Linked DNA regions of Sus scrofa: region 1 is linked to region 2. The links are chromatin contacts, called in public promoter capture Hi-C maps. All regions are on one chromosome and are shown on one strand. Each heading gives the region's core, a stretch centred on a gene start, on an enhancer-like site or on the middle of the called end of the contact. The rest is flanking DNA. Distances are from core to core; before and after follow the strand shown.

Region 1 (2,750 bases), core at 242-2,741, 650 kb after region 2:
CCACTGAGCCATGACGGGAACTCCACATACTACTTTTTAAACTTATGTATGTATGTTACAAAACATATTTATGAACTGATTTTACAAACATACATATTTTACTTATTTTAAGGCATATATGAGACATTAGGGCTGCAGTTTTTGTTTGTCCTGTTTGCTATTTTTTTCCCAGGTCCTGAGAATACTGCAAGGACCTAAAAATTTGTTAACTGAACAGATATAAAGGTGAATGAGACAGGTTCTGTTCCCAAGAAATTCAGTCTAATGGCGCTTCCTCTTTCTGGACTTTATCTCCTTTTTCTGTAAACTGAAGGAACTGGACTAGGGTCTGGACACTTTGCCATGCTTCTGAGTCTGAGAATCTCAGATGACAACACTTTGTGTCTGCATATCACTCTACAGTTTACACCTACCCTTTCATTTGATCACAACAACCCTGTGTGCGTGATGTGGTGGTGGGGATTATTTTCACACTGGAGATGTGGTAAAAAAGCTTGTGACTTACCCAAGGTTCCACAAATGGCAAGTGGCTGGCTGAGACTAGAACCCAGCCAGACCTCGGGTCCAATACTCCTTCCTCATCACCACTTGATACATAGGGTCCTGCCTATTATAAATGCTGCTGCAGACCAACTCTTAGTAATCTTCCAGAAATCCTGTCCCTGGGCCCCAACCATCCAGGATGGGGTCCAGGGTGCCCCTTGGGGGTCCCCTTAGGGACAGAGGAAATGGCTCCCCTCTCCATACCATGCAGTCCATGAGGATGAATTTGAGATTGTCTTCGTTAAATGCTTGGTTCCCGTTCCGGTCGTAGGCCGCCCAGATGTTACTGGCGATGGCTGCAGTGACTCGGGCGTCCGTATCCCCGTAACCAGAGTAGGCCAACAGAGATCCCTCGTTATTCAGCAGCCTGGAAAAGCATCAGAACGGATATCAACGTGCTCAGGATGGGGAGTAAAATACCTGACTTTCCATCCCAACTCGCCCACCGGCGCTCCTAGAAAGCAAGGGTCTGGGTTGAGTGTGTCCTAGAACATGCCCCAAACACCCAGCACGTCAGTTTCTCTTTCAAGAGTGGCCCTCTCGCCGGTTCACCCAAAGGCTGCCCCCTCTGCCACCTCCTCCCTTCCCAGAGAGCCTTCCCCACCCCTCCCTCGGAGAGCCGCGCGCAGCCCCACTCCAGTGCTCGCCGCTCGGCCTCTCGGTCCGCACTCACAGGGTGCTCTGGACACCTCCAGTGTTAGCTTGGCTTAGCACCTGGGTCAAAGCCTTGGGACGCAGCATGCCTGTGGCTCCTAACCCTGGGCTTTCACAACCTGATCCCGGAGTTTCCTATAACTGGCCTCCGCCTGCCGCTTCCCGTAGTCCAGCTGCCCGGCTCCAGAACTCCTGGGAGTTGTAGTTTCCTGGCCTGACTGTGCGGTTCTGACTCAACCCCGCCTCACCGCGGGGGGCGCTGGGAATTGTAGTTCCTCGAAGCTTCGCGAGGCACCCTGGGAACTACAGTTCGCCTTTCCAGTGAGACCACGCGGTTATGGGGGAAAAGAGCGGGAGTAAAAGGATAGTGGCAGTACTGGAAGGACATTTAACCCTCTCGGGCAGAGGAGTCATATCTGCTTGACAATCCACGATTCAGTAATTAAAAGAAAACAAAATTCCTATACTTGTCAGGCATACCTTGGGTTACTTCTCAAAGCAATTTTCTACATTATGCATAATTCTGTGAGATGAGGAGATAGATGCTATTGAGGAAATAGGCTCAGAAAGGCCATGCAGGCAAAAATCCAGGTCTCTGGAACTGTACTGAATAGACTTCTTGGAGGCCGCTACCCTCAGGGGAATTAAGTCAATCCTACAGAAGAGGTTTTAGGTAGATATCCAGAAGTGGAAAATTCAGCCTCCAAGTCGGGAGAAGCCTCAGGCCTGGAAAGGATTTGGGCTTTCCAAGAAAGACCAGTTATCATAGGGAACGGAGATAAAGCGGCGACACAGAAAGTCCTTTGTCCCGGAGAAAGAGTTAGTCGCGGAGGGGGCGGGTAGCTTTGGGCCCGGGGGCGGGGGGTTGGCACCTCAGCGCGACTCGGACCGGCTACCACGGGCGGTGGTCTCTCCCGGAGAGTTTGCTTCCCGCCCCTGTCCGGAGCAGCCCCTTTGGGGGCCGCCGCCCAGCAAGGCCCTGCCCAGGCTGCAGACCCCGGGCTCGGCCCTGGGCGGACCCCGCTGCAGTGGCCCCCCCGGTCCGCCCGGGGCGCTGTGGCTGCGGCTGGTCCGGAGGGGGCGGTGAAGCCTTGGGGAGGGGAGGGGAGAGGGGAGTGTTGGAGGCGCCGGAGCCGAGCACCGCCGGGCGGGCGGGGAGGAGGAGGAGCCGGGGCGGGCTGGCGGGCGGCCGGGTGGCGGCGGCGGCGGCGGCATGGCGGAGCCGAGCGGGGCCGAGACGAGGCCCCCGATTCGGGTCACCGTCAAGACCCCTAAGGACAAGGAGGAAATTGTGATCTGCGATCGAGCCTCGGTCAAGGAGGTAGTACGGGTGGTGGGGATTGGGGGGGTGCGGAGGAGTGGTCTGTGAAGAGGGGGGTGTCTCTGAGACCGTCGGGCGTATGGGAGGGCCGGGGAGAGGAGGGCGGGGGCCCAGCAGGCACTCGGGGAAGCGGGAGGGAAGAGGCGGCGGGTAGGGGGCGTCCTGCGAGGTCGATCCGGGGTAGCGTGGCGCGTGTTTGGGAAGGGAGGCCGGGGTTTGCCTTGTGGCCTGG
Region 2 (2,700 bases), core at 117-2,616:
TCCTCAGTATAAGAGGGAAAGGAAAAACAAAAAACCAAAAAACCTGGCCCGCGGTGAAGATGCAACAAGGGAGAGTGGACCTAAGTGTCGCTAGGCCTGGGCCTGTCAGTGCCAGGTGATGGTTTATGGCCCTTCTGCAGGCGAGTCTAGCAGGAGAAACCCGCGTGGACCAATACCCTAACTCCCCGAAAGTTGACAAACTTCGGCTCCCATTAATCGCACTGTACCAGGAATCCAGCGGCCTAGAATCAATGGTTGCATTTATAGGACGGAGTCCCAGAATCCCCACGAATCCATCCTACAGCTTAGCCCATGCCCAAATCCAATGGACAGTTTGGGGGTGCCCTTCCCGGATACTCACATCCCCCTTATGCAGCTCCGGCGCCGCAATCTTCACCGGCTCTGTCCGCTTCTTTGGCTTGGGAAGCCCCAGGGGGGACCCGGCGCCGCCGATGGGGGGGGGAAGACTGAGGCCAGGGCCTCTGGGCGAGGGCAGCCCCAATCCTAACCCCTCCCCAACTCCCGCCGCCTCAGCCGGGCTCACGCCTGGAGGTGGGGGGAAGCCTCCCAGGCCGAAGGGCAAGGGGGGAGGAGGCTGGAGCCGGGGGTCTCCGGTGGGTGGGGGCAGCAACAGCGGCGGGGGAAAGGCTGGGGCCAGCATCTGGGGGGGCGGAGGCAGCAAAGCCGGACCCTTGGGTGCGGGGAGAGAAGCGAACAAGCCCCCTAAAGTGGGCCCAGGTGTAGGGGCCGCCGCCTCCTCTTCCTCCGGCTCCGGCTCAGCCTCATCCGGCTCACTCTCATCGCTGCTGGCGTAAGCAACCAGCGACATGGCGCCGCCCGCCTTTGGGGCGCCCTTGCCGGCAATCAAGGCCTACTTGAGACCGGGGATGCCCAGAGGCCTAGTGGGCCCCGCCACTTGGCGGGGCAGGAAACTAAAAAGCCCGCCTTCCCCGTACTCTAGGACTATCCGTGGCAGAAGCCCATGCCCACAGTTGATTTCCACCGAATAAGGCTTCCCTCTTCACTTAAGCTCCTAGTCCCGGGCAACTACACACAGCTAATGGCCGCCGAGTCACTCCGCCTCCTCCTCGCCTCACCAATACAGGAACTACAACTCCCAGAGAATACTTTGAGCACAGCACCATTATCCGACGCAAGTAGCTCAGCGCAAGGCACGGCGGGAATCGGAGTCCGAGGAAGAATTAAGCGGCGCGGAGAAAGACAGGCGGTAAACCCGCCTCTGACACGAGGACTCCTGGGAGGAGTAGTTTTTTGGAGTCGTCTGACAATTCCTGGACAACTACAAGTACCACCGGTCACCGCGGTAGTCAGGGAGCCGGGTCGGAGAGCATTTCGGTACTTGAAGTTCCCTAGGGTAGCTGCTTGGGCGCTAAGATTTATGGGAGACGTAGTGCTCGTAGAAACTGCAAGTGATGTCGGGAATGTGAGGGAGTCTGGGAAGGTGGAGGATTGGGGAAAATAGCTTAAAGGGAAAGTGATCTGTAAATCTGTAAATGAACTGATGAAGCCTTTGAGTCCACTGAAGAAACCCGGAGCACCCAGGAACAATCAGAGTCCTAGAGACCTGTACGAAGTTGGGCTGCGAGCCAGAAAGAAGGCCTAATAATAAACATCTGCAGGCTAAAGTAAATGTGACATAAGAGGGAATAAATGATCTCCCTCGCCTTGACCAAAATGCACATCCAGGAGCACATCTGGCCCGTCTAGCCTGGGTCCTGAGCTCTCTCTGCAGTGAAACAGAACGATGGGCAGGACCCTGGAAGGCAGGGCTCGGTACTTGAGATTTGGGGGCAGCTCCATCTCAGCCCCTATCACAGATTTGAGTCATTGCCTGAGTCCATCCCTTCCTGCATATGTTCTTTGTATCTGTCTCTGCCTGGTGTTTGTTGTGCCTTTCTGCGTGAACTTGTTAATTGGTCCTGTGAGTGACCTTTCTATCCATCCGTGTTGATGTGTGTCCTTTTCCCAGCTCAGGTATGTCTGCTCGTGATTCTGCTGCTCTTTCCCTGTCCACCTGTAATTTTGTGTCCTTTTCATGTTTATTCGTCTTTGCCCCTTCCTGTCTGCCTGGGACTGGGTGCCCTCTACTTGTCAACTCTGTGTCTTTTATAATTTAAAGCTTTATGTACTAAAGCACCTCTGTGTGTGCTCTATCCCCCTACTCCCAGAGAGCAGAAGCATCTACTGAGCTCAGCCCATGAAGACTGTTGAGGTTTGGGGAGGAGGCTAAAGAGGAAGATGGAAAGGATGATGATGGCCACAACAACAACCAAAAAGAGAGTCAGTGAAGGCCCAAGTGTGAGTGAATTCACCATTAGAGAAGGTTGCTGTGCCCTCCACCTCCCCCCGCCCCACCCCCACCTTCTCCATGTGTCTAAATCTCACCCTGCCTTCACCAACAAATTCATATGCTGCCTTCTCCATCTGTTTGCTTCAATCTGTTTGCTCCCTGCTCTGGATGCCCAGAGCACTTTTTTTTTCCTGCCTACCAAATCTTAAACTTTAATGTGCCTAAGATCCCTGGGAAAGCTTCTTAAAAATGCAAATTGCTGAATTCCAGCCTAACTGATTCCTCTTCAGTAGGTGTGGAGTGGGGCCCAGAAGTCTGGATTTTTAAGAAAATCCTCAGTTGATTGCAAAGCAGGTACAGTGAGGACTACCCTGAGAAATTAGACCTTT

The links. Promoter capture Hi-C pulls out the DNA fragments that hold promoters and counts their contacts.
Region 1: a contact with region 2 is called in a promoter capture Hi-C map of liver, with 10 times the contacts expected there. The contact joins the promoter of LAMTOR2 here to the promoter of PRCC in region 2. A contact is called at or near these places in 1 of 5 promoter capture datasets (liver), 2 of 47 Hi-C or Micro-C datasets (heart right ventricle and liver) and 1 of 2 datasets of contacts at active chromatin or transcription factors (skeletal muscle).

What each region holds. Positions count from the first base shown.
Region 1 is chr4:93,974,070-93,976,819 of Sscrofa11.1, forward strand. LAMTOR2 (late endosomal/lysosomal adaptor, MAPK and MTOR activator 2) reads right to left here and starts at 1,492. Exons shown (of 4, transcript NM_001243627.1): 1 at 1,217-1,492; 2 at 748-910. The coding sequence starts at 1,284. It overlaps UBQLN4 (ubiquilin-4), which reads left to right and starts at 2,317. Exons shown (of 11, transcript XM_003125701.5): 1 at 2,317-2,518. The coding sequence starts at 2,411.
Region 2 is chr4:93,324,133-93,326,832 of Sscrofa11.1, forward strand. PRCC (proline-rich protein PRCC) reads right to left here and starts at 1,367. Exons shown (of 7, transcript XM_001924343.6): 1 at 362-1,367. The coding sequence starts at 829.